7 separate regions of the Mus musculus genome follow, and all the other regions are linked to region 6. The links are chromatin contacts, called in public HiChIP or PLAC-seq and promoter capture Hi-C maps. All regions are on one chromosome and are shown on one strand. The core of a region is the stretch at or near the end of the contact, and the rest is flanking DNA. Distances in the headings are between cores, read along the strand shown. Region 1 holds the start of Map3k6 (mitogen-activated protein kinase kinase kinase 6). Region 2 holds the start of Cd164l2 (CD164 sialomucin-like 2). Region 3 holds the start of Wasf2 (WAS protein family, member 2). Region 4 holds the start of Rps6ka1 (ribosomal protein S6 kinase polypeptide 1). Region 5 has its middle 24 kb from the start of Rps6ka1. Region 6 holds the start of Nudc (nudC nuclear distribution protein). Region 7 holds the start of Hmgn2 (high mobility group nucleosomal binding domain 2).

The links. Promoter capture Hi-C pulls out the DNA fragments that hold promoters and counts their contacts. HiChIP or PLAC-seq counts read pairs in DNA pulled down with a chosen protein or histone mark. Capture Hi-C pulls out chosen DNA fragments and counts their contacts.
Region 1: a contact with region 6 is called in a promoter capture Hi-C map of liver, with 2.5 times the contacts expected there. The contact joins the promoter of Map3k6 here to the promoter of Nudc in region 6. A contact is called at or near these places in 4 of 39 promoter capture datasets (embryonic stem cells, liver and stem cell-derived epiblast-like cells) and 1 of 115 datasets of contacts at active chromatin or transcription factors (bone marrow-derived macrophages).
Region 2: a contact with region 6 is called in a promoter capture Hi-C map of the SN4741 cell line, with 2.4 times the contacts expected there. The contact joins the promoter of Cd164l2 here to the promoter of Nudc in region 6. A contact is called at or near these places in 4 of 39 promoter capture datasets (the SN4741 cell line, liver and stem cell-derived epiblast-like cells), 2 of 115 datasets of contacts at active chromatin or transcription factors (large pre-B cells and pancreatic cancer cells) and 2 of 9 other capture datasets (adipose tissue and liver).
Region 3: a contact with region 6 is called in an H3K4me3 HiChIP or PLAC-seq map of embryonic limb bud, with 4 times the contacts expected there. The contact joins the promoter of Wasf2 here to the promoter of Nudc in region 6. A contact is called at or near these places in 2 of 115 datasets of contacts at active chromatin or transcription factors (embryonic limb bud and pancreatic cancer cells).
Region 4: a contact with region 6 is called in a promoter capture Hi-C map of liver. The contact joins the promoter of Rps6ka1 here to the promoter of Nudc in region 6. A contact is called at or near these places in 11 of 39 promoter capture datasets (the C10 cell line, the SN4741 cell line, cranial neural crest and 7 more), 1 of 15 datasets of contacts at CTCF or cohesin (large pre-B cells), 1 of 484 Hi-C or Micro-C datasets (B cells), 13 of 115 datasets of contacts at active chromatin or transcription factors (the 230-238 cell line, the HPC-7 cell line, astrocytes and 9 more) and 4 of 9 other capture datasets (adipose tissue, liver, macrophages and 1 more).
Region 5: a contact with region 6 is called in an H3K27ac HiChIP or PLAC-seq map of microglia, with 7 times the contacts expected there. The contact joins the enhancer-like site here to the promoter of Nudc in region 6. A contact is called at or near these places in 3 of 39 promoter capture datasets (the HPC-7 cell line, fetal liver and hippocampal neurons), 6 of 115 datasets of contacts at active chromatin or transcription factors (the 230-238 cell line, T-cell acute lymphoblastic leukemia, astrocytes and 3 more) and 1 of 9 other capture datasets (liver).
Region 7: a contact with region 6 is called in a promoter capture Hi-C map of pre-B cells, with 2.6 times the contacts expected there. The contact joins the promoter of Hmgn2 here to the promoter of Nudc in region 6. A contact is called at or near these places in 5 of 39 promoter capture datasets (the C10 cell line, cranial neural crest, erythroid cells and 2 more) and 3 of 115 datasets of contacts at active chromatin or transcription factors (extraembryonic endoderm stem cells, large pre-B cells and memory CD8 T cells).

The regions. Positions count from the first base shown.
Region 1 is chr4:133,239,477-133,243,024 of GRCm38.p6, forward strand. It overlaps Map3k6 (mitogen-activated protein kinase kinase kinase 6), which reads left to right and starts at 1,342. Exons shown (of 29, transcript NM_016693.5): 1 at 1,342-1,955; 2 at 3,342-3,481. The coding sequence starts at 1,613.
Region 2 is chr4:133,218,638-133,222,175 of GRCm38.p6, forward strand. Cd164l2 (CD164 sialomucin-like 2) reads left to right here and starts at 2,172. Exons shown (of 6, transcript NM_027152.1): 1 at 2,172-2,430; 2 at 2,806-2,967; 3 at 3,068-3,139; 4 at 3,532-3,538. The coding sequence starts at 2,343.
Region 3 is chr4:133,127,952-133,131,917 of GRCm38.p6, forward strand. Wasf2 (WAS protein family, member 2) reads left to right here and starts at 2,682. Exons shown (of 9, transcript NM_153423.6): 1 at 2,682-2,777.
Region 4 is chr4:133,886,510-133,890,093 of GRCm38.p6, forward strand. It overlaps Rps6ka1 (ribosomal protein S6 kinase polypeptide 1), which reads right to left and starts at 1,288. Exons shown (of 22, transcript NM_009097.5): 1 at 1,061-1,288. The coding sequence starts at 1,123.
Region 5 is chr4:133,909,477-133,913,293 of GRCm38.p6, forward strand. No RefSeq gene overlaps it. Among named protein-coding and RNA genes, the nearest start is that of Rps6ka1, 24 kb to the left of the region's middle. Within about 2 kb of position 1,600, at least 347 of the 459 cell types and tissues checked have an H3K27ac peak or open chromatin away from gene starts, as enhancers often do. A contact at or near this core is called in the 230-238 cell line, the HPC-7 cell line, T-cell acute lymphoblastic leukemia and 6 more, where this site is marked.
Region 6 is chr4:133,544,709-133,548,506 of GRCm38.p6, forward strand. It overlaps Nudc (nudC nuclear distribution protein), which reads right to left and starts at 1,319. Exons shown (of 8, transcript NM_010948.3): 1 at 1,097-1,319. The coding sequence starts at 1,177.
Region 7 is chr4:133,965,867-133,969,878 of GRCm38.p6, forward strand. It overlaps Hmgn2 (high mobility group nucleosomal binding domain 2), which reads right to left and starts at 2,125. Exons shown (of 6, transcript NM_016957.3): 1 at 1,929-2,125; 2 at 1,091-1,135; 3 at 900-929; 4 at 563-613; 5 at 85-180. The coding sequence starts at 1,943. Dhdds (dehydrodolichyl diphosphate synthase) reads right to left here. Exons shown (of 9, transcript NM_001362959.1): 9 at 3,162-4,012.

The DNA.
Region 1 (3,548 bases), core at 92-2,591, 310 kb before region 6:
ACTCGCAATCCTCCTGGGCCCCCAAGCCCAAAGTGGATGCATCTGAGGACAGCTTTCTCTCACTCTTTGTTTGCTGTTTGGTTGGTTGGTTGATTTTATGAGACAGGGTTTCACTCAGCAGCCCTGGCTGTCCTGGAAACTCTGTAGACCAGGTTGGCCTTGAACTCAGAGATTCACCTGCCTCTGCCTCCTGAGTGCTGGGCTTAAAGACATGTGCCACCACCACTTGGTTCCCATTTGTTTCTTGTAAGTGTGTTTTCTACCCAAACCTCTGTAATGGGCCACATTCTCCCTTTCTATTGCTCGTCTATCCCATTGGTTCAAACCTAGGAAGATATATTTTTTTCCTTCCATGAGACAAGAAGGCTGTGAAACAGAGGCTTCCTACCGTTTGTTGAAAGGTCCATTTGTCCAAAGCCCCAACATATTATTTTTATAAAGTTTTAGTTTTATTTCATGTGCATCTTTTGCCTGTAATTATATATGTGCACCATGTATGTGCTGGGCGCCTATGCAGGTCAGGAGAGTGCCAGGACTCCCCTGGGCCTACAGTTACAGATGATGGTGAGCCACCATGTGGGTGCTGGGAACCAAACCAGGGCCCTCTGAAAGAGCAGCAAGTGGTCTTTACAGCTGTGCTGTCTCTCATGCCCAAGCCCTACCATAATAAACGATTATGAAACATGGCCCTAACCTCAGAGTCTCAAAGTCTCATTTCTAAGTTCAGGGCCCTCTAAGGTTTATAGCAACTTAGATTCATACTATGATGTTAAAGCTTCTTGGTGAATTTGAAGCCGGGATAACCTTGTAACCCAAAAAGCGGAGACTTCTGGAGTTCCTTCAAAGGGTAGATAGGAAGTTTACCGTAGAAGTGCTTTTCAGCTCCATGGTCAAGTTTCGGGTGGACCAATAAGGTCCACAAGGTTTCACTGCAAGAGAGGCTCTGAGGAAAGCGCTTGTCAACATTCTGACCCCTACCAGCAGGAACATTACATGTGCCGCCTACACAATGTTTTGCTCCCCCGTCCTTCCCCCGCCCAGTGTCCATTCATTTACCAGGTCCCTGCAGGGCGGGGCTGTCCTGTTTCCTATCCCTGGGCTGGGCACACGTCTTACGAGCGCTTGCAGTAAGCAGTCAACAGTGTTTGGCCCGAATAGGGGCACAGGCTGTTCCGGAAGTGGACAGTGTCAGAGGTTCTAGCCGGAGAGGAGGGAGGGAGAGCCGCTGGGGAGCCTCATTGCCCCAGGGCCGAGGGTGGAGCCTTTCCCAGTCGGGAAAGGGCTGGGCCCAGCCTACATGTGAGGGCAGGACAGAGTGACTGCCAGCGCTCCCTTGAGAAGTCTGGGTGTAGCACGCTGCCGGTTGACTTCCCAGGACTCTTCTGTGACCTGTGAGCCGAGGATTACTGGGTACCCCAGATTCCCAGAACCCAGTCCTGGATTGCAGATCTGTAAGGACCGTGAAAGATTGAGCAAAGAAGTCTTTCTGGACTTAAGAGTTCCGGAACAGGACGTCCAGCCCATCTCCGGATCCCGACTGGATCCACACCTTCAGCCTCGTGCCCTGTCCCGGGTTCCCCGCGCCCGGGGCCCCGCGCTTGAGCGCCCCCGCATGGCGGGGCCATGTCCTGGGGCCGGGGTTCTAGAACGGGCGGGCAGCTGCTGGCAGGACCCGCTGGCGGAGGCGCTGAGCCGGGGCCGCTCGTCTCCTGCGGTCACGGGTCGGGGCTGCGCGCGGAGCCGGCCTCTCAGTGTGGTCTACGTGCTGACCCGGGAGCCGGGGCTCGGGGTGGAGCCCGGGTCGGGAACCGAGGCAGAGCCGCTGCCGTTGCGATGCCTGCGCGAGGCCTGCGCTCAGCTCCAGGGCACACGGCCACCCCCGCAGCTACGCAGCCTACCCTTTGCGACGCTGGCGCTAGGCGACACCGCTGCGCTGGACTCCTTCTACAACGCGGGTGAGCGTCTCGGGGCGGGGCTTGAGTCTGGGCGGGGCAAGGGGCGGAGCTTTAGAACCCTGACGGGGCGGGTGTGGGTACCAGGTCTAGGGAATTTACGGTAAACTAAAGCCGAACTTGAGACAAGGCAGTAACGACAGGGCATTTAGTGGATTATGGATGTGATGGGCTTGAGGCTGGATCTGGGGATTCAGGCCTGGCTCCGGAGTTTAAGTATCTTTCGGTGAGCGTGGTGCCAAGCAGGTGGGGCGGAGCAGGCGAACTCTAAGGGCGGGGCTGGGGAGGGGCGGGGCTGAGGGAGGGGCAGAGCTGCGCTTCCCTGCGTAAGCGGGAGAACTCTTTTTCAGGATGATCTCACGTTGGACTTTTGAGGGTGAATCAGGCCTGAGACGGAAGTTCGGTCTATGGCAAGGGGCCATCTCTGCAGGATTGGGGTTGATAAGTCCTAGCATACTACATCCCACATGGGACTAAAGGGGCGGGAAAGGAAGTACTGAGGCAACTCTTCGGGACTGGATTATAGGAGAAAGGGATTGTATTTGGAGACTAGGAGTCGAAAGAAAATGGGTGGGGCAGGGGTGGGTCTAGAGGAGATACAGGGAGTCCAAGGGTGAGGTCGGAAGATAGCTATTCCTCTCTTTCCCACCTACCGGATGCTCCACCTCATCCCTATTTGTTTATCTCCGAGTCAGAGAGCCTTGTATCCTGGACATCTGCTAAATTGTAGCTTAAAAATGAAGGCTGACCCGGTCAGACCACAGATAAAGTGGAATCATCTGCGTTGACTCATACAGTCCCTCCCTTGCGGACATTGTCACTTAAAGATGGCTGGATACAGTAAGCTACACAAACACACATAAAAGCACGACGTTGTCTTCACACACGATGATGCAGATCACCCTCAGGACCCTGGCTTCAAGACTGGAGAGATGGCGCTGAGGTTAAGAGCACTTGCTGCTCTTCCCGAGGACCCGAGGTTCCCAGCATGCACACGGGGTGTGCATGCTCACAACCACCTGTAACTTTATCTCCAGAGGATCCTGATGCCGCTTTCTATCATACACTCACACCAACACACACATACATATAAATAAAACAAGAGAGAGAGGAGAGAGAGAGAGACAGAGAAAGAGAGAGAGAATGGGACTTCTTTTTGCAAAGTTCCTGTCTCCTACATAACCTGGAAGTGCTCAGTGGGATGAAGGTCCCTGGGCATCTCCTGTAACACCACCAATAAGAGTACTGTGAAAACCCCGGGAAGCTCTCGAGAGCAGCACCGACTTTGGCATGAGGTGCAGGCAAGGCACTTGACGTGGCATGCATCTCCAGGCTCCTTTGCCACTGAGGTGGGCTTCCACGCTCAGGCCTACACTTCTGTGTCCACAGATGTAGTGGTGCTGGAGGTGAGCAGCTCCCTGGCACAGCCTTCCTTGTTCTACCACCTCGGCGTGCGTGAGAGCTTCAGCATGACCAACAACGTGCTCCTCTGTTCCCAGGCAGAGCTCCCTGATCTGCAGGCCCTTCGTGTAAGTGGCCAGGGGGCTGGGGGCTGGGAAGACAGGTGCAGGGTTGGGGTGAGGCCACCCCAGAATG
Region 2 (3,538 bases), core at 922-3,421, 330 kb before region 6:
GTAGCTGTCTTGGAACTTTCTATGGAGACCAGGCTGGCCGCAGAGATAGAGATCTGTGTCCTTCTCACATGTTTGGATTGAAGGCGTGTGCTACCATGTCCAGCTAATCTTCCATAACTCCACTTCCAGGGGACCCAGTACCCTCTTCTGGCCTCTGAGGGCACCAGGTGCATACATGGTGCATAGACATAAATGCAGACTTAACACTTGTATCCCTATAACAAAGTAAAATTTTACTTTTTAATTAAAAGTGGGAGGGGTGCTGATTTTCAGTTATGGGTGTGGTAGCTGCGGTAGCCGGGACTGGTGTGGAGGTGGAGATTTAGAGATTTCTTGGCTACTGTTGTTGCTATGAGGTTCAAATTCAGGGCCATGCAATGCTAAGCAAGTGCTTTATTGCTGAGCTATATCTCCAGCCCTTGTTTGGAAAGGTGCGGGACAGGGTCTCATTGATGTAGCCCAAGTTGGCTTAAAATCTACAACCCTCCTGCCCCAGCCTCCCAAGTACTGGGTGACAGATATCTGCTCCTTTGGTAATAATAATAATATTATTATTTTAATGTATATGAGTGGATATTTTGCCTGAATATATGTCTGTGTACCGCTTTCATGCCTGGTGTCTGTGGAGACCAGAGGGTCATGCTGGATCCCCTGGAACTAGAGTTACAGGTATTTGTGGCCACCCTGTGGACCTAGAATCAAACGTAGATTTGGAAGAGCAGCCAGTGCTTCTCATTACTATGCAATCTCTCCAGCTCCCCCTCACCCCACACACACACCTCCTTGTTGTTTTGAGGCATGGTCTCGCTGTCATCCTGGCTATCCTGGAACTTCCTGTGTAGATCAGGCTGTCCCCAAAATTCACAGAGATCTGACTATCTCTGTCTCTGGAGTGCTGGGATTAAAGGAATGTGTCACTCTGCCAGGTTAACACCTTTCCCCCACCTCCCCGGTTTTAAGGCAAGGGTTCTTTAGCCTAGGTTGGCTCTAACTCTCTCTGTAGCAAAGATCAACCTTGAACTTCTAAGTCTTCTGTTTCTACCACCCAAGCGCTGGGACTGCACAAGCTACCAGGCTGGTTAGTGCTAGGGATGAAGCCTGGGCTAGGCACTCCAGCCAAGCATCCTACCAAATGAACCACATCCCTCGCCTTACTCAATGGCTTTTAAGTGGGACCTGACAGCAGAAGAATAGCCAAGATGATTGCAGGAGAGGGCAGACTAAGGCTCAGGGCTAAGAGGGCCACACCTGATTAAGAAGTTGGCAGAGGAAAGGGAGATATCTGAAAAGGGACTGAGAATCGGCTGTGCCAGGACAGGAGAGTGACCAGGAGGCAGATCCCCCAAAGGCTCAGTGATCTAGTAATGGCACCACTTAGGACCCAGGGATGTGATGAGCTGGAAGGCAGGACAGGGTATGGTGTCCCCACAGCTGGGAATAGCCAGCCACAGGTGTAGCCAGAATGGAGTTCCAAATTTACCACTGTGGGTTCAGACTGCTCACTCGCCTCACCTGTGAGACAGGGTTAAAAACATCTCTCATCTTGGAGAGATGGCTCAGAGGTTAGAGCACTGGCTGCTCTCCCAGAGCTCCTGAGTTCAATTCCCAGCACTCACATGGTGGCTCACAACCATCTGTAATGGGATCTGATGCCCTCTTCTGGTGTGTCTCAAGGCAGCTACAGTGTACTCATATACATAAAATGAACAAATAAATCCTAACCAAAAAAAAAAAAAAAAAAAAAAAAAGTCTTTAGGGTTTAAAGTGGGCTCTCAACCTCCTTAACGCTGGGACCCTTTAATGCATCTTGTGGTGACCTCCCAACCATAAAATTATTTTGTAATTTTGCTACTGTCGTGAATCATAATGTAAATAATGTTTTTGAAATAGAGGCTCACCTAAGGGGGGTCCCGGCCCATAGGTCGAGTTAGGTGATGGCATAGGCCTTTAATCTCAGCTCTGCTCTACAATAATGAGTTCCGGGACAGCCAGAGCTACACAAGTGATTCCCTAAAAACTCACCAAAACATAGTAGCTATGTTGACAAGGCCTGTTCTCACAGAGATCCTCCCGCCTTGAAGCTGCCCCTCAGGGACCAGGTGACATGAGTCTTAAACCCATCCCTTTTGTTCAGGCCCCGCCTTAAATCGCACAGCAGAGCGGGGCTCTACCTGGACCCTCCCAGAGGTCTCGGCCTCTAGCCACGCCCACAAGGCAACCACGCTCCAGCCTGGCCACGCCCCCGCTGCCCAGGTTTGGCTCTGGCTAGCCGGGCGAGTGTAGTCAAGAAAGGACGCGCCACACCAGCTGTCCGCCGACCCCCAGTCCCGGCCCCCGCGCTCATGGCCGCACCCGGACCCCGCGCCTTGCGTGCTGCTCTCTGCGGCGGTTGTTGTTGCCTTCTCCTGTGTGCCCAGCTGGTTCTAGCTGGTAATGCTGAGCAGGATCTGACCAGGGGCCCAGGCAGGTGAAGGTGTAGCTCACTTTAGCTTCTTCTTCCAGCACAGTAGGCTTGTGAGAGGGAACGTTTTCGACCTCTGCAGGACTCCAGGGGTGTGTTGAGACCTTAGTGCCTATTTAGAGGTTCCAAGTGTGGGGGACTAGGAGACTTAGCTGAGTGTGGAGGAGGAACTTCAGGAGTGTGTATGGAAAGAGGTTGGGGGAGGGCAGCTCGGTGAGTTTAAGCAGGGCTGGGGGGAGCTCCAGACCTGTGCGGAGGTGTGAGTCGCTGTAGTGGGAGATGTATTGCAGCTTGGCACCTGGCTTTCTGCCGCTTTCTGCCCATTTGCACCCCCCGACACCCAGGTAAAGGAGCTCGTGGCTTTGGTCGGGGAGCCCTGCTCCGCCTGAACGTTTGGCCTACTACCCAAGGGGGCTGCAAACACCTGGGACACTGTGAACACTGTGTGGACAGAGCCCACAACTTCTCCATTTGTGTCTGGCAGCAATGTGGGCCAGAGGAGCCAGGTATGTAGTTGAGCCCTCCTTGGGAACATCCTCTTGTCTATATGGCACCACCACTCTCAACTTTCTCTCCAAACCTCTTCTCTGTTTCTTCTCCCACCAGGACACTGTGTGGCCCAAGCTGAAGTGGTCAAGGAGGGTTGCTCAATCTATAACCACTCAGAGTCATGCCCAGGTAAGCTAAGGGAGGAGAGTGAGGTGTCCCCAGCCACAATCTCTCAGGAAGTAGACTGCACCCACGAACTGTTGGCTTCTCGGCCAGGAACCGTTCGATGTATATGCCCTGGCTGGTATCTTAGCCTATAATTTGGTCCAGCATGCCCAGGAGCTTGTGGGAGCTAGCACCCTCTGCTGAGGAGGTCTTTGGAGTGGCGGGGTCTTCCTGAAGCAAGTGACATTAGAGACCAGTCTTGTAGATAGAGCACAGCTAGGGGCGGAGACGGGCTGACCAGCCTTAAATGGGGCAGGGGTGTGATCGGAAGTGGGTCCAGCTACTGGCCCAGGCTCGGGATTGGGTTTCCTGATAGCAAGGAGAGGGGGTTTATTGTGGATGCCCTGTCTCCTCAGCTTCCCA
Region 3 (3,966 bases), core at 1,432-3,931, 420 kb before region 6:
GTTTGCTTCAACCTATGTGTGTGCACCAGGTATATGTAGTGCCCTTAGAGGTCAGAAGAGGGTGTCCTAGTCCCCTGGAACTGAAGTTACAGGTGGCTGTGACTCACTTTGTGAGTGCCAGAAACTGAACCTGGATTGTCTGCCAGTGGCGAGTGCTCTTAACCACTGAGCCGTGTCTTAGCCCCTTGGTGTCCATGTTTTAGAGAACAAGTCAGTGAGGCGTAGAGAGACTGGAAGTGGTGGAGTTCTGTCCTGATCTTAGGTCAGTCTGATCCCAAAGCCACTGTCATTTACACAGCTTGCCCTCCTTCACTTAACAGTCACAGCGGGGATTTAAACAGTCACATGTCAGACTGAGTGTCCCAATTCAAGCCCAGAAGACACCAATCCAGTAGTCGCTGGGGCCCTGTTGGCTCGGTTTATTTGGTGGTGTCTGCCTTTCTGAAGTCTTGAACTTCAGGGAGGGAAAAGGACTTGGACATACACACCAGAGCGGCCCTCGATGGCCAGACCAAAGCAGTCCTCAATGGCTAGAGCTCTGTTCTAAGAGTGGACAGACCTGAACAAAGACCTGGGGATGTCCAGTGTGCTGGCAAATGTCTCTAATCCCAGCCCTGGGAAAGCAGGGGCAGGGAAAGCAGGGGCAGGGCCAGAGGCAGAGAGGCAGAGGCAGAGAGGCAGAGGCAGAGAGGCAGAGAGGCAGAGGCAGAGGCAGAGGCAGGGAGATCCCTGGAAGTTTCAGGCCAACTTGGCCTACACAGTATTCCAGAACAGCCAAGAGCTACATAATAGAGAGACCCTGTTCCAAAAATAAAAATAAAAATAAAAAAGATCCAGCATCCGGCCACCTCACTGAGGGCCCCAGTGAAATTTTCGTTTGGCTTCTGTTTGGGTTATTCATTGACCGGTCATCTCTTTTCTCTTCACTTTTAGAACGCTAGGAACAAGTTGACCATATCTCTGGGGGCACTTTTCTTCTTCTTTTTTTTTTTTTTTTTTTTTTTGGTTTTTTGAGACAGGGTTTCTCTCTGTAGCCTTGGCTATCCTGGAACTCACTCTGTAGACCAGGCTGGCCTCGAACTCAAAAATCTGCCTGCCTCTGCCTCCCAAGTGCTGGGATTAAAGGCGTGTGCCACCACTGCCTGGCCACTTTTCCACAAGAATATTGGTCTAGCTGGTTTTACAGTGACCAGAGTGAAAGAAACAGTCACCCAGCACCCTTAGGACCATCCTGGCCTGTTAAGGGGATGAGAAAAAAAAAAGCCATTTTCAGGTGACAAGATGTCACAGAGTAAGAAATACAGGAATAGATGCTAAGTGGTGTAGGTCTGAGTTCTGTGGTCATTTCCAACTAGCTGGGTGGCTGCGGGAAAACTGTATCAAGTATTCAGGGTGTTGTATGTGTGCGTGTATGTTGTATGTGAGGATGGACCAGTGCAGGCCAGAGAATCACCTCAGGTGCTGTTCTTCAGGCAACTTTTACCTTGGTTTTAGTAACTGGCTCTCTCATTGGCCCAGTCTGGAGGAGCAGGCTAGGCTAGGCTGGGCCTGTGAGCTAGAGCTCTGCCTGTCTCTGCCTCCCCAGCGCTGCGAAGTCAGTATCATCGGGCCTGTTAGGCTTTGTTTGGAATCTGAGTTCTCAAACGCAGGTCCTCATTCTTTCAAAGCAGCACTTTACTGACTGAGCCGTGTCGTGTCGTGACCTCCACCCCACCGCCCTCACACCGTGCACCCTTTTTGAAAGGAAGCAAAGAGGGAGGCAGACGTGGCGGTAACAAAGCCTGCCTAAGATCCATTCTTCCACAAGAGGCCAATACCTGCTCTACAGAGATGCTCTAGTATACTAAATGTGCTAAGCCGGACTCGTCACGTTGTCACCCAGCCGCAGCATTTTGTATTCTATAAGTCACTTGGGAGTGTATTCTCAAACTGCCCACCTTCATGGACTGGGACGTGCCAGGGCCTACTGCATCTATTTTGTAGAACAAAGTGAGAACTAGGTAGGCAGCAGTTGTCCGAAGTTGCAGAGTGAAGTGACAGGTGTTTGGCTCACCTGACAGTGGCCTCTCAGAACTAGCTCCCAATCTCAGGATGCCAGCTTCACCCGAATACCTATCCTTTGGGGTGAGCTGAAGCCTATGACTCACTCGCCCCCACCCGACTTTCGGTCCCGCTTGGGACAAGGCGTGAAGGGACAGAACGATCTGCCACTTGAGGGGTGTCTACAGAAAGTTCATAGGCTCGGCCTGTTCTTTACACAAAAAACAGGCTGGCTCTCTGGACTCTAATAAAAATAAATCGTGTTTCAATACATGTTAGCCGAGGTCTTTCCCTGTCTTAGCAGATATTTTTGTACTTAAACTTGGGCGTCGATGTACCTTTAGTCCCATCTCCACTTCACTTGGTTTGTCCTCGCCTCTGTTTACTCCGATTGCGGAAGTCGCTCGGGTGGAGTTCCCGGGACACTACCTTTGAATACGTCTTTTGCGTACTTATTTAATTGGCATTGGATTCAGACCAATGGGATAGCTGGGGGCTCCGGGCGGGTGGGGCAGGGAGCCAATCAGAACGGTTGGCGGGGTGTGGCTGCGTCCCGGGGCGGGGAAATCGCGTAATGGCGGACTCAGGCCGGTGGAGTGCGGCTGGGGGCGTAGCGCGCTGAGGGGGGCGTCCGGCTGAGTAGCAGCCCGCGAAGCAGTAGGCTGGAGCGTTCTCCGTGGGGACGCGGACCGGCTGCCCAGCCCTTCATGTCGCTGAGGGCGACTGCGCGAGGTCAGGTGAGCAACAAGTCCCCCTGGGCGCGCCCGGCTGTGAGAGGCGAGCGCCGGCCCGGCCACCCCTGCAAGGGTCCGGTGGCACCGGGTGTCTGCTCTGACGGTCGCTGGTGCGGCTCGTGTGTTGTCAGCGCCGTGGCGACACCTCAGGGGTGGTGGTGACCCAGAGTGCCCTTCGGAGACTAGGGAGGGTCGGCGAAAGTGGCCCTACCACCAACCCACTGTGTGTTCTTGAGCAAGTCACTTCCGTCTTCGGGCCTCAGTTTACCATTTGTAAATAGACTTCACCGAAGCCTGTGAATTGGGTCTCAGCAACTCCCCGAGCTCCTGGACAAGTTCATCTCCAGGCTGAGCCTCAGTTTCCATATTTGGACCATAAAGTAATTGAGGTGCTCTTTGGGGACCCTGGCTGCTAGGCTGGGGGTAGGGACATTGTGGAGGAGTGTGTGAGCACGCGCACATGTGCACAGAATGAGCCCTACAGAAAGGAGCCTTGGCTTACGGGCCACTGGTACCAATGCATGGGTGCTACCCAGATCGTGACAGGGAAGGGCTAAGTCCTGTGGTCCTTTGAGATGAGGAAATGTTCATAGATTCAGAGATCAGGGGTTACCCTTGGCGTTTAAGCCCAGCACTGAAGAGGAAGAAAGCCAAGGAAAATGTTAATGGTTGTCCTACTATGTGCCAAACCTTAGGTATAAGTGCTTGTTTAGTTTTTCCAGCTGTCCTTGTAAGTTTACTGGTGAGGAAGTCAAGTAGGTTTCAGAGAAGTAACTTGCTCAGGGTGACACCGGAACGTGTGGCACTTACCAAAGTGAGGGTGTTTCCTCTGGGAAGCACCGGGCGCGCAGGGATAAGTTAGTGTTCTCTTACAAAGTTTGCTTTGTCATAAATGGAGGGAGGGGTCTAGCCTGGAGAGTTGATTTCACTTTTGGTGTGGAGACAGGCTAGGTCTTAAGCTCAGGATTATTAATTATAAGCCCATCTCCTTTTCTTGCTTTGTGACTAAGGAAGGGCCATTTCTGAGTGTTAAAAATCACTTCGAAGTGTGTCAGGACAGCAGAGGATTCCGTTTGAGTCCCAGGCAGGTGTCACCAATATTTGTTGTATAGAGACATGAGTTTTGACTCCAGGTGGTGTCATCAGAGTGTCTTTCTCTCCTCTGTACAAAGGCTACATTTTATTGGGAGGG
Region 4 (3,584 bases), core at 38-2,537, 340 kb after region 6:
GGGATCTCACTGTGGATCCTCTCTCTGCCCGTGGTCCTGAGAGACAGGGCTCACAGTGACTGACCTGAGGTACCAAGCATAGGTAAAGGGGTTCAAGCCAGGAGAAAAAGCATCTAGGTTCTGGGATCAAGTGAGGTCTCCTGTACCCCAGCCTCCTGTACCCCAAAACAGCTCCAGTGAAGGAAGGCAGAGTTTCACCTGCCTCCTTCGCAGCAGGAGAGCAGGGAAAGTTTTAAAGTTGCTGGTTCAAAACTTGACCTTGATCCCAGGGTGACAGGACAGCACAGAAGTGGCCTCCTGCATGCTCAGGGTTGGACCACAAAGCCCTCAAAAAAGACAGGAGTTGCTTCTGGGAAAGGCTAGGTGGCAGAAGCCATACTGCCCAAGGGCTCAGCCTTTTTCTACAGGAAAGGAAGGAGGGAGAGAGGAAGACGGAGGCAGAGTCTCTTCTACAGAGACAGTCTTCACAAGATCTAAGGACTTTCCCCACTCTTCAGCATAATCTGAAGTAGGAAGACCCGGTGTCATTAGCTTTAGGGCAAAGGAAAGCAGGCTCCAACTCCAGAGGTGGTATCGTCCCACGTTCCATAACTGCCTGGGATTCAGCAGGGCTACCTTCCTAAGGTCAGAAGTGGAGGAACGAAGAGAGGTCTTGGGGAGAGGTTAAGGTGAGAAACCGGATTCCCATGATCCTTGTCTCTAGTAGAAGCCTAGACATCTGACCCAAGCCTTTCTCCCTTCTGCACTGATTGGGGCAACTCCCACAGCTACTAAAAGATGATAAGCGGGATGGGTCCTAGGTGTCAGATCTCAACACACCGTGGAGATTCCTCTCCTGGCTACTGCAGGGAGGTACTGAGAGCCCAGCAGAACCATCCCCTACACACGCACACCCGGAGCACAAGGGGGTGGAGCCGGACAGTGAGCTAGAGACCGGAGGGCACTCACGTCCCCGCGGGGCTGCAGAGACGCCGCGGGCCGCCCCCGCCCCGCCCCGGTGCGGATCCGGGCTGGCCGGCCGCCGCCGCCTGTCCCCCCAACCCCCGCCCCTCTCACTCACCTCCGGGTCCAGCGGCACCAGCTCCATGAGCGGCCAGGGCTCCTTGAGCTGGGCGAGCGGCATCGCGCCGCTGCCGGACCGCCCGCGCTCCTCCCGGCGGCCCCGGGCAGCGCTGCCTCTGGGCCACGGGGTCCCTGCTGCTACACCGAGACCCCCGCACGCCCCTGAGCCCCTCGCGCTCTGGATGGGCCGTCCGCCGCCGCCGCGGCACTCGCACTTCGGCTCGCTCCGTCACCCGGCGCCGCCGCGCCCATTGGCTACCTGCGCGGGGGCGGGGCCTGAGTAGCCCCGCCCAGTCCCCCCACGGCGCGGCATTCCCGGCGCGGACCCCCGCCCCCAACGCGCCGGGAGTCAGCCTTGCCTTCACGAGAGACCCCAGCCCACTGTCGGCCCTGCCCACCGGAGGCTCCGCGGGTTCCGTTTTCCCGGGCTTTGTGCCGCTTTGCAGACCTCGCTGGGGCCTCCGTTGTCCTGTCCTAGCAGCCTTTGGGATGTTAACCCAGATGTGCCTTCTCCCTCCAGGGGGAGGGGCTGCCACCCCACATTTACATGGGACGTCCTGGGCCTGATCCCGACTGAGGCGTGGAAGGAGCCTGGGCCTTGTGCCCTCTGGCTCTCAGCTCTCCAAGCCCTTAGGATCGCCCCCTTCCGAAAGCTTGTGCACATCACGGGAGCCCACACTTTGGGGTCTCCATGTGATCCCCGGGTCCCAAGCCAGCCAGCGCCAGGACCCACAGCGCCCCCAGGGTGATTTCCTAATACGCATTTTTTTTTCTCCTTCCTAGTCTGTTGTGCCCTATCACTTGAGGGCGCTGGTTTCAGGCCAGGTCCGCGCCTCTTCCGTGGCAGACCAGATTGTGGTCTGACTTGAGCAGGAGTCCCTGGAAAGAAGGCAAAATCCAGTTCTGGTGGGATCAGGATTCTCTCCAGTAAGATTTGGCCTGCTCTTAAGGAGATTTTAGGCCCCAGGTGTCGTGAGACTTACTCTCAGGTGAAAGACAAGCTGGCTCGTTTATTAAAAGCCTCCAGCGAAGACAGGCGTCATTGATAGGGAATTTATTTTTTGTTACGTTTCCTTGCTTGGTTATGGCCATGGAACCCAGGCTTTGCCGGCCAGGTCGTGTTGAGTATCTCCGACCTCCACCTTCAGGCAGCTTGTGATTTTTTTTTTGAGACTCCACCCCATCCTAGTAGACACCCTAAGCTATTTATCCGAAGTCACACAGCAGGTCAGGAGCACACTGGTGTTTAAAAGAGTGTGGGGTGGGTCCGTGGATGGACTCAATGGGTAAAAGAGCTTGCCTTCCCTGAGTCTGATCCCCAGGCCCCATGTGGTGGAAGAGAACCAACTCATAAGCAGTCCTTTGACCTCCACAAATGTGCACAGGGACAACCTTCCCCGATAAAGACATTTTAATGCAGTACATTTTTAAGTGGAGAGAAGTCACTCACGCCTCTAATCCTAGCAGTAGGGAGGCAGAGGCAGGAGGATCTCTGTTCAGGGCTAGCTTGGGCTACTTAGCCAATTCTAGGCCAGCCAGGGCTACACAGTAAGAACCTGTATCAAAACAAAACAAACAAACCCCCCAAACCCCAAAAACCCAACTAAGTAAATAAATAAATGAATAAATAGAAATAAATTTAATCCAGGAGATTCAGGCCAGAGGATTGTGACTTTGAGGCCAGTGTGGACTGCATAATAGAGATGTTGTCTAAAAATCAAAAATTAAATTAAATCAAAAAAGAAATAAAAACAGATGCTGTTTTCCCAGTAAGCATTTATAATCTCACTGCGGAGGCTACTGACACAGGATCTCATTGGTCAGCCAGGCAAGCCAAATAGGTGAGTTCCAGGTTCAAAGAGAGACTCACACAATAAAAAGATAAACCTGTAGCCTAGACATACATGGTCACTCACATGCACATGTTCAGACATCCTCATGCACAGGTACCACAGACACATGCATACATACATGCAGACACATGCACACAGACATGTGCACACATGCATACACTCACATGCACAGACACATGCATACATACATGCAGACACATGCACACAGACATGTGCACACATGCATACACTCACATACACACAGACACATGCATACATACATGCAGACACATGCACACAGACATGTGCACACATGCATACACTCACATACACACAGACACATGCATACATACATGCAGACACATGCACACAGACATGTGCACACATGCATACACTCACATGCACACAGACATGCACATATGCATGCAGACGTGTACACAGACACATGCACATATAACACACATTTACATGCACATATGCATACATGCACAGGCACAAAGACACATGCACACATGTGTATATGTACATGCACATATATGTACAGACACATGCATACAGACACACGTGCACACACATACACAATGAAGTCGACACCAATTTCTCGAAAATCTACATGCCCCCTTATCCCGAGTCTCCCCTTTAGTGGAATGGATGACTTGAACTGCATTTTGAGTAGAAAAGACTTTGGAA
Region 5 (3,817 bases), core at 350-2,849, 370 kb after region 6:
GGTACTGGTTAGTTCATATTGTTGTTCTACCTATAGGGTTGCAGACCCCTTCAGCTCCTTGGGTACTTTCTCTAGCTCCTCCATTGGGGGCCCTGTGTTCCATCCTATAGATGACTGTGAGCATCCACTTCTGTATTTGCCAGGCACTGGCATAGCCTCACTTTTTTTTTTTTTAAGGCATGATTTCTCTGAGTGCTCTGTAGACCAGGCTGGCTTCAACCTCAGAGATCTGCTTGCCTCTGCCTCCCAAGTCCTGAGATTAAAGTCCTGTGTCACTATGGCCGGCTTAAATTGGTTTTTGTAAGGTTAATTTTTAAAAAGATTTATGAATTAGAATTACATTTTAAATGTTTTAACTTTCGCTGTGCCAGGGCCTCATATTAAAAGGGGGGGGGAGGAAGGGAGGGAGGGAGAGAGAGAGAGAGAGAGAGAGAGAGAGAGAGAGAGAGAGAGAGAGAGAGAGAGAGAGAGAGAACGAGCGAGCAGGCAGGGTTTATTGGTACGTCCAGTCTATGCTGAACCCCAGAAAACAGAAAGAAAATGCATCTCCCTCCTATCCCTGGTGCACTTCAGTTAACAATAGCATTCAGTGTTAAGTTGCTGAGGCTGTCCCCCAGCCCTCCCTGTAAGGGAAACTGCTGGAGTCACAAACGGACTCGGGAGAACTCACCTCTATCTGTCTAGCTTGCTTGTTTTAGGTTTTGGATGCTTGTTCGGTTTTGTTTGTTTTAGTTCTTTAACACAGGGTCTCACTTTGTATTCAAAAAGCCAGGAACTCACTATGTAGCCAGGGCTGGGCTCCAAGACCTTCCCGCCCCAGGAATGACAGGCATGAGCCACCATGCCTGGCAACCTAATCTTGTTGAAACTGAAGATGAAGCGCTCATGAGCCTCTCTGTTTGGCTGGGTTCTGAGAAGGGCATATCCTGCTGTGAGTGGCGGGAGGGTGCCGCCAAGTGACAAGCCTGGGCAATGGCTGGAATGTTAAAGCGTGGATGACACACCAAGGACCTCCGACTAACTCTATAAACCAAGGACCTAGATCTAGTCCCAGACTGGGCCCCAGGACTGTCCTGTATGTCCTCCCCCAAGCCGCGTTCCGACACATGGCACGACTGGAGCCCATTTCCGAGATACCCTAGGGCCAGCATCGAGCACCCAAACCCACCAAGCCACGTGGTGCCCTGTAAATCAGCCCCGTGCTCGCTTGGCTTCCGCGTGGCTACTGCTCCCATCACCCCGCGCGCTCCCCAGATTATGACCCCGCCCCTGAGGGGGCGTTCCAACCTGAAGCCCCGCCCACACACGTGCGTGCGCGTGCTCCCTGGGCCTCCTGGGACTGGCGATAGCCAAAGCTGGTCCCTGGGAAGCTTGGGTCTGGTGTCGGCCTCGGTGAGGGCTGTGATGGTCGGGTCAGAGCCGTACATGAGCTGGGCGGTCCTGGGAGAGGCTGTCGTGTGTCGTGGACGACGTCAGATCAGACGCTTGGAGGGGAGCCTGTGGGAGCTTCCAGTTTCGGGCCCAGAGGACCCAGTGCGGTCACTGGCTCCCACGCACGCGCGGAGCTCAGCTCTGCGTCGCCCCCGTGCGGACAGAGGAAGCAGTGCCTGCCTGGCACCCGAGGACTCCTCTGGGCTGCATGCGACCCAGGCACGCGTGGCCACCTAGGCGATCTACTCTCCAGACACCGCCCCCTTCCGTTGATGGACCGGAGGACGGTCTGATGTTGTCATGGCGACGGCTGACCAGTGATTTCCTCTAGCTACTGTGAATCTTACTCTGGACAGAGAGAGCACTGGAGTACGGTTACCCAGCCTCCTTGCTGTGTCCTCAGTCAGTAATCTAAATAGATGAGAATTGATCCCTCCCTAAAGCAGCAAGGCCTTGAACAACAAAGCAACCTTTCCTAAAAGCCTGCTTACCTAGTGAAATCAAAGATCAGTGATAATAAAAGTATTCTTATTCCCAGTTCCTGAAAGTGGGTAATATTTGGACCAGCGAGATGGATCAGTGAATAAAGCGTTTGCTGTGCAAATCTTAGGCCCTGAGTTTGATCCCCAGAGTCCATGCAGATGTAGAAGGAGAAAAATAAGACTCCAGAAAATTGTTGTCTGACCCTCATTTGCATGTAGCTGCATCTCCAATCCCGATAAAAATAAATGGAACAAAAAAATTAAGTTGATAAAATTTAATGAGGCTGATTAAGCTGGGTTCTTACAGAGTACCTTTGTATACATGGTAACTGCGTTCCTTACCAAATTAAGGAGTAGACACTCTTATGTAAGAAGGAAGTTTAGATTCAGAGAAATAACTTGTCCAAAGTTATACTGCGGATGTAGCTCAGTGGTAGAGCACTTACCCAGTGTGTGTGAAACTCTGTTTTCAGTCCTTGGTACAGCAAAGTCAAATACAATGGTAGGCTAAGTTCGTTGTAGTTGTTGTTGTTGCAGACAAGCTCCTATTTAGCCCAGGTTGGCCTTGCAGGCATAGCTGATCTTCAACTTCTGATTATTCTGTTTCTATTCCTCCACCCAAGTGTTTTGCACGGTGTGTGCCACCATGCCCAGTTTGAGTCAGTGCAAGGGATCAAACCCAGGGCTTCATGCATGCTAGATAACACTATCAACTGACCTGCATTCCAGCTTATATCCAGTTCTTTCTTTTAATAAACAATAGCATCATCCTGTTTCCTGCTACCCAGGGGACTTCCACGAATTTCCACGGGTGGAGTTTTCCAGAACTGCCACGTGCAGGATCAGGTTGTTCTTAGCAGACACACATTGCTTTCTATTGGGATTTGTGGTGGTTTGAAAGAAATAGGCTTATAGGGAGGTGTGGCCTTTGTTGGCTTTTAATCCCTATGCCAGTGTGCTGAGGGGTGAATGCTGAAGGATGTGTGGATCATTTAGAAAGAACATTCTAGGGCTAGAGAGATGGTTCAGTGGTTAAGAGCACTGACTGCTCTTCCAGAGGTCCTAAGTTCAAATCCCAGCAACCACATGGTGGCTCACAACTATCTGTAACAGGACCTGATGCCCTGTTCTGGTATGTCTGAAGACACCTATAGTGTACTCATACACATAAGATAAATAAGTAAATCTTTAAAAAGACCATTCTAAACAAGAGAGAGAATTGCACACATAAAGATGCAGGAGCCCAATGTGATAGTGTATGCCTGTAATCCCAGCTCTTACATGGCAGAGGCATGACACTCTTGGGTTTGTGGCTAGTCTAGGCTACAAAAGGAGTTAAAAGGCAGCTTTAACATGTCTCAAAAATTATCCAAATTTTATGACTTTAATTCCAGGACTCTGGAGGCAGAGAGGCAGGCAGATTTCTGTGAGCTTGAGGCCGGCCAGCCTGGTCTACAAAGTAAGTTCCAGGATAGTCAAAACTGCCTGAGAAACTCTGCCTCAAAAAATACCAAAATCAATCAATCAATCAATCAACCAATCAATCAATTCATCTAAACCTAAAAACCAAATGAAAACAAAGAAGTAAGAAACCAGGACTGTAGTCAGCAACAGAGACTTACTGTATCAATAACTACAGGAAGAGGGGAGTGCAGAAGAAGGAAAAAGGAAAACAGACATTTCAGAATTCAAGTATACTTGCGTTTCCTTTGAGCAGGAGATCCTAACATTAGTCAATTGAGTATCAGCCTAATGAAGTTTACCAGAAGTGACAGTAATTTTAAAATCATGGGTTAACCTTCTTGATACTGTTTCAGTTAGGATTTCTATTGCTGTGAAAAACATCATGACCGTGGCAACTTTTAAATATTATAAGTTATAGATACTGTATATTTATATATAAT
Region 6 (3,798 bases), core at 69-2,568:
GGTAAAATTGACTGCCTCAAAATCCTAGCAACTCAACCCTAAAAACCCAGATACTGGTGGCAGGAATAAACTGGCCCCTTAAAACTGTCCTGTCACAAACACTACTACTACTACTAATAATAATAATAATAATAATAATAATAATAAATTTCTTTGGTTTTGTTTTTTTTCTGAGACAAGGCTTCTCCGTGTAGCCCAAGCTGTACTAGAACCCATTCTGTAGACTAGGCTGGCCTCAAATTCAAAGATCCACCTGCCTCTGGCTCCTGAGTGCTGGGATTAAAGCAACACCCGGCTCCAAATAATTTTTTAAAGCAAGAAACCCTCAACAAATTCCCCAAATGCAAAGCCTAGTCTCTTCCGTGTCTGCATCCCCAGGACCCAGTCTTATTATGTGTCTGGTACACGACAATGACAAGTACTTAGGTGCTAGGCAGGGTGGCCCATATCCAAGTTCCCGCACTCTGAAGACAGAGGAAGAATAACCCTGATTTGGAAGTCACTTGGTCTATATAGCAAGTTCTGCGTAAGCCAGGGATATAGAGCAAGACCCTGACTCAAGAAAAAAAAACAACAGGAACTGATATTCCTAAGCTTCACCTCACAGACGAGGTAACTGAGGATAAACCAGGAGGGAGCTTAACCTACAGGTCTCCGGCTCACTTCCTCAGTCAGTATACTTTCAAGTATAAAGAGACCACGTGCTAACCGCCCCCCCGGGCTCTCACTACCCTACACAGTATTGATAGGCAGGCTCCACTTTGGGTAAGATGCAGATCATATCGAGAAGAGTCGGCCCAGAGATGCTCTAAAGAGTAACCACCATTAGGGATGCTCTACACAGTAACCATTAAAATGAAAGCAGAAACACCCGTGGAGCGCAGAGTGGGTGCGGAAGCTCTGGGGTCACTCTGGGACAACGAAAACTGCTCTTGGGGGCTAAGTGCAGGGCGCTGACGGCGTTGGAGCGAGACTTCACTCGCGGGCTGGGCAGACCGGAAGCTGGGACGCGGGGACCCGGGGACCCGCGCGGCCGGGGTGGGGGAGGTCTCGGCCGACCGCGGAGAAGGGCTGCGGCGCGGGCCACGTCGTTTACCTCCTGCACGCCGCCCTCGTGCTGCTGCGCCATGGCCAGCAGCATGCCGTCGAAGCGCTCCTCCTCCTGCTCCCCTCCCATCGTGCTGCGCCCCGAGCTCCGCACTCGCGTTCTGCGATGCCCGCGCTCCCCACGGTTCGCGCGGGCCCAACGGCTCCCCTCGCTAGCCTTCCGCAGCGGAGCCGGAAACACGCAGGAGCCGCCCGGCCGTGCGGGTTCGCCCTTCCCGGCTTTCTTCCCGCCTCCCCGCCCATCGGTGCCCATTGAGCTCCCGGAACACAACCCGCTTCTCTGGCCATTGGCTAAGCCGAGGAGCAAATCAACAGTCGCGGTCCCAAGGCAGTGGGCGGGGCTCGCTGCCGCAGAGTTTGGCTTGAGTTGCTATGGTCACCAGATACCTGGGAGCTTTCTAGAAAGCTCTGAGCTCACATCTTAATAGGGCTGGAAGTTTTGATCAAGTGATACTGTTAGCCTTCTCCTCCTACAAGCCGCAGTTAAGACTCAGGAAGAAAGCACTCACCAAAGGGTCAACCTACTAGACGTTTAAGAAAAGAGCACAAAACTGTAGTTTGAGTAGAACAGTTTTACAAACTGTTTGCACTAGGATTAATGCTCTTTCATTACTGTCTGAAAATCCTTAGTTTTTCTGTTTTTTTGTTTGTTTGTTTTGTCGTTGCTGTTGACGGCAGAGGTGATGGCTTGTTTTGTTTTGTTGAGACATGCCCCGTGTATCCAAGGCAAAGACAAACTTGTGTTCCTGGCCTGCCTGCCTTCACTTCCAAGCACTGAGATTGCATGCAGGCTTGTATAGCCTGAAGATTCCCCACCGCCGGCGCGTACATTTATTTATTACTTTGTAAACCTGAGAGTGCTATACTGTTACAAGATTATTACATTAACTTTTCCAGAGAGCCTGGCTATCTCACACCTTGGAATAGGAACTCTTAAGGGTTGAACGTCACTCCCAAAGAGCAGGTTCCTTCTATCAGATTGAGGTCTCTGAGAGCTGGTCTGGGTCATCTCCATGTTAGAAGCTGTGCTGATTAATTTTATATCAACTTGACATTAGAGTCAGCAGAGAGGAGGGTGCCACAATTGAGAAAATGCATCCTTAAGATCCTTCTGTAGGCAAACCTGTAGGGTGTTTTCTTAATTAGTGATTGATGGAGAAGGTCAGCCCACAGTGGGTGGGGCTATCTGTGGGCTAGTGGTCTTGAGTTCTATAAGGAAGCAACACCTTCTATGATCTCTGCATCAGCTCCTGCCTCCAGGTTCCTACCCTGTTTGAGTTTCTATTCTTACTTTCTTCAAAGATGGACTAATATGTGGAAATGTAAGCCAAATAAACCTTTTTCTCCCCAATCTGTTTTTGGTCATAGTATTTCATCACAGCAAAAGAAACCCTAGTACAAGCCAGGCAGTGGTGGCAGGTGCCTTTAATCCCAGCACTTGGGAGGCAGAGACAGGTGGATTTCTGAGTTCGAGGCCAGCCTGGTCTACAGAGTGAGTTCCAGGACAGCCAGGGCTATACAGAGAAACCCTGTCTCAAAAAAAAAGAAAAGAAAAAAGAAAAGAAGGAGGAGGAGAAGAAAAAGAAAAGAAAAGAAAAAAGAAGAGAAGAGAAGAGAAGAGAGAGAAGAGAAGAGAAGAGAAGAGAAGAGAAGAGAAGAGAAGAGAAGAGAAGAGAAGAGAAGAGAAGAGAAGAGAAGAGAAGAGAAGAGAAGAGAAGAGAAGAGAAGAGAAGAGAAGAGAAGAGAAGAGAAGAGAAGAGAAGAGAAGAGAAGAGAAGAGAAGAGAAACCCTAATACAGAAGGCCTGGACTTCTCTGAGCAAATGGCTTGCTTTCAGACTCTGGGCTATAGTAATCCTAGTCCTAGCCTTCTCTCACTCTTCAGGTATCTTTTCCCTCAGTTTTCTCTTCCTGAATAGGATTGACAGCAACAACCATGATGTCAGTCTGTCCTCAGGAAGGGCCCGAGTGCGCCAAGGGCGTTACATCCTCAAACACCACTTTGACCCTGCAGACAATAAGGAAAAGCACTGTCAAAGTAGAGTTTCTGTCAAGCTTAAAAAATAAGAAACTTAGCCAGGCAGTAGTGGCACATGCCTTTAATCCCAACACTCTGGAGGCAGAGGCAGGTAGATCTGAGTTCAAGACCAGCCTGGTCTACAGAGTGAGTTCAAGAACAGCTAGTTCTACACAGAGAAACCTTGTCTCTAAAAATAAAATAAAATAAAAATGTTTTTATTCAATTTTTAAATTTTTTTTTTTTGGTTTTTTGAGACAGGGTTTCTCTGTATAGCCTTGGCTGTCCTGGAACTCACTCTGTAGACCAGGCTGGCCTCGAACTCAGAAATCTGCCTGCCTCTGCCTCCCGAGTGCTGGGATTAAAGGCATGGGCCACCACGCCCGGCTTTAAAACAAATTTTAAATTTTATTTTATGTATATAAGTTTTGCCTGCACGGATGCCTGTGCATCGTATATGTGTGGTGCCTGCAGAGGCCAGAAGAGAGCACAGGATCCCCTGGGACTGGAGTTACATATAGATGGTTGTGAGCTGCTGTGTGGGTGCTGAGAACCGAACCCTGGTCCTCTGCAAAAGTATAAAGTACTGCAACTGCTGAGCCCTCTCTTCAGCCCCCACATTCACCCCTGACCTACATACACTAAAGAAACGAGAGGCTAACCACCAATTCCCAT
Region 7 (4,012 bases), core at 875-3,374, 420 kb after region 6:
TGTGACACAGATATAACAGGTAACAAGAAGTTTGGCTATCACTAAGTGCAGGTACACCCGACAAGAAACGAACAGCCACTCTACCTGGTCTGTTTTGGCATCTCCATTTTCTGCAGGATTATTCGCATCCTTCCCGGCGTCAGCTTTCCCCTTCTTCCCCTTGGGTACCTTCTCTCCCTTCTAAAACCAAGGAAGGATGGATACAAGAGTTTGTTAGCTTGCACATCTTATGTTACTGTGACATAACCTACAAAGTTCTACAAAGAGGGCTTGTCTATATCCCCTCTACTAAGCTAAAATAAATTACAATTTGCAGTCCTCCAGAGTTGTTCAAATTATAGGACAGCTAAAAATGCTTTTTTAAAGGTCAATTGTAGTTTTCTATAACTGCTGCCAAGGACACTAACAGGACAAGTTCTCAGGAACAAGGCTATCAATCAGAATAGCATAGGGCATCCACTAAAGGAGTCATCTCACGTTGAATTAGGCTAGGGTGGGGAAGGACAGTTCTCTGAAAATTCCTAGTCTAGAATTAGCACCGCGGTGTCTCAGGCTGGCTTACCTTCGCAGGGGCCTTTTTAGGTTTGGGCTCTGGCTTTGGAGGAGCAGGTTTCTTATTTTGGAAAAGTGGGGGAGGGAGAAGAGGAAACCATTAGTACCACAGACCCAAGAAACAACCCATCAAACCACAGCTTAGAAAACTAGTTCTCAGGATCACCTTTCTTTTACAATGTAAAAGCCATCTTTCACTTTAGTCTTAAGCATCAGAACGTGGGACAACAGCAAACACCTCTAGATGTGCAACAGCCACCATATATAATGCAACGGGATCACAGAGATCCGCCCCCAAGTGGTTCCCAGTATCAGGTAAAGATCAGGAAATAGACGCATACACTTACAGCAGACAACCTCGCAGATCTTCTCTGTGGCTATTAAAAAAGAAAGTAAGAGGAATAAGCACAGGTCTCCTCACTAGTCAGCTTCACATTAAAGAAAAGTTAATGAGACAATTCGTGGTCATTTACTACCACAGAACCTTGGTAGCTACTACGCAAGGCTTTGTGCGTTGCCCTCAATGGATAAGACTCACCTCGTCCTTCACCTTGGTTTTGTCTCCTTTAGCATCCCCTTCAGCCTACAAAATGATAAAAAGACCAAAACTTGTAACCTCGGAGGCAAATCTCAGAGAACCGGAACTTAACAGCAACCGTCAGACCCCATTCTAAAAACGCATACACCCAAGTTTTATATAAGAAGCCTTAACGGGGATAAGGCCCAACTAAAGTCCGAGACGCACGGAAGACCGGGCAGGCTGGCCGCAGAGCGCGGGAGAAGCTGGAGCCTGGCCCCACAGGCGCTCGGAGCCACCAGCGCCAGGCATTAACAGCTGCAGATTGTGCAAACAAACCTCTCCGGAGGCGGCGCCTGGCGCCGTTGCCATGGCAGCCGTCGAGGGCGGGAGCTCGGGGAAGCCGTGGGCGGGGGCGCGCGTCTCGTGCGCCCGGAACGTGGGCGGCCGGGGAGGGCGGAGCCACGCCGCGGGCCCGCCCCTCGCGGACGCAGTTTTGGCGGCAGCGCGCTCCCCCGCCCGCCCAGCCGAGCGCCGCCTTCCCGCCCTTTCGGGTTTGAATCGCCCGCTCGTTCGCTCGCTCGCCCGCGGGAGGAAGGGAGGAGGGGAGGGGGCTGCCGGTGGGGGAGGGGGCGCGGGCGGCCACAGGGAGCGGGATAAACAGCTGCCAACATGGCTCCTCCTGCTACCGCCACCGAGCCTCCAATATGGCTTCTGGCGCCCGCGGGCAGCGCGCCTCGCACGATTCGCCCCGCAGCCGGACTCGGGCTGGAACCTCGCGCCGCGCCCGACCTACCGCCGAGTCCCGAGCCCGAGGCTGGCGGTGGTCCCGGGGCGCCCGCGCGCTCGCGCCACGTACCTTTCTTTTGGGCATGGTGGCGGCAGGGGACGTCGGCGCTGAGCACGGGGATACAGCGGCGCGCGGGTTTGCTCCGTCCGGGGGTCGTCCTCGCTGCTTCCTCACACTGCTCGGGCTCCGGGGGGTTTATAAAGTTTTTATAGCGCTGGGAGCCCCGGACCGGTTAGAACCGGATTTCACCTCCCGTCGCCGCTCATTGGCCCAGTTGGGGTCACGTGGGCGGGGTTTAAACTCACCTCCTCTGGAGTGAGGAGGGGGTGCAGGGGGAGGGCGCTCGAGACGGCGGCGCGCCTTGGGGGAGGGGGCGCGCCTCGGAGTCGGAGGTAATAAATGAGGGGCGCGCGAGGCGGCAGGCTTGGGGTTCCGCTCCCGCCCAGACCTGGCTTTTGCAAACTACCAAGTTCCTTCCACCTTATGCAACCCTTCTACCCACTTCTCCAAGCCGTGCGACACTGGGCACATCTCGGCCGCTTTCCTTCCTGCTCCCGCCGGGGCCCCAGCAGAGGGGTTTGTGAGGCCTGGCCGCGCCGCCCAGCTCCAGAGGCGGCGGGAAGCGCGCCGGCCGCAGCCCCGGGGACCACGGGCTCCCGTGGGCTGAGAGCCGGGAGGCTAAGCTTGGCGCAGTCGGACGTGCATCCTTTTGAGTTGCCACCTTGGGGAGTCCCTCGGTGTGCTCACCTGGAAAGCAGTCCACGGGATGTGGAGGTGTGGGCTGGGAGGGGAGACTTTCCACACAGGGATGCCTTTCGGGTACAGCGGGGCAGGTAGGAGCTGTCCTTTCAGCACCTACTGCTGAGCCGCCTCCCCAACGTTAAACAGCCCCCCAACATCTGCCTGGTAGCTTCCTTAAATCCCCTCTGGCCCCTGTCACAGAATGGTGGAGAAAAGCCGGCGCCCCAGCCCGGGAGCACGCCCCTCCCACTCGGCTCTCTGGGTCTGGGCTGCAGCTACCCAGCTGCCCCCACTCAGCAGAGGCCATGGAACCTGGGCTTTGCAGATGCCACAGCTGGCTAAAGCCCGCCTCACACACCATCGAGCTGGCTTGCTCTCGGTTGCGTGAGGAAAAGGCGGTTGAAGGGAAGCGCCGGAAGATTAGGAAACAAGTAGATGAACAGGTGTGATGGCAGAGGGGCCCTTCCAGGCCACCCCCGCCCAAAGTCCGGCCTTCTAGAGCTAGCTGAGTGCACCCGATGGAGGGGGCCAACTGCAGCAGTAAAGCAAAACCTTCTCTCGTTTGCAGTTACCACACAAACCTTGTATCTCAAAAAGAAAATTTTAAATTCTTTTTGACATCCATAACACAACTGGCTAACATCTGCAATAGGGTGTTTGGTGCTCAGGCGGAAGGCACAAAATAGGTCCCATCTTAATTTCTGAGGCAAGGGTTGAAGCTAGTTTGTAATAGCCATGGCAGCAGAAAGCAGACATCTGCGAATTCAAATCAAGCATTTTTCAGCCTTTGCCTCTGGACAACAGTGGATCTGCCTCTCCTTTCCACGCCCACAGTGGCTCCCGAGGCAGCCATCCTCCACCCCACCCTGTGCACCTTTCCCAGAATACAGGTCCTGGGGCTGGAAGATACCAGCCCCATTAATCACCGCTACTGTACTCCAATCTTAAGAGAAAGTCAGCCAGGCCTCAACAGCCCTGCTTGCCCGGCAGATTCCGTTTGCTGCCTCCAGCCTCTCATTCCCGCCTTAATTGTAGGGCTCTGTATTATAGCCACATAATTCATGCCTCCCTAATTAAAGCTGTCAACAGCCTCATTGTAAAGCTGGAAAATGCACAGCACCTGCTCTTGGGGATCTCTGTGCCAGGGATTGCTTTTGGGGAGTGCCAGGTGTACAGGGGGCCTTGCCAAAGGGTGCACTGATTGGCTCTTGGTTTCAGTGTCAGGCCTTTTTTGATTCTGATAGGAAGAAGATGGCCAAAAAGTTCACCAGTGCCAGGCATCTGGGCACAGAAATAGGGATGGGGAAGAAGGCATAGCGCACGTTTTGGGGAGGGAGGTGCTGGGGGGAGGGCTTACAGACAGCATGAGACCAGAGTGACATTTGGTTGGTGGTTCTGGCTAGTACTCACAG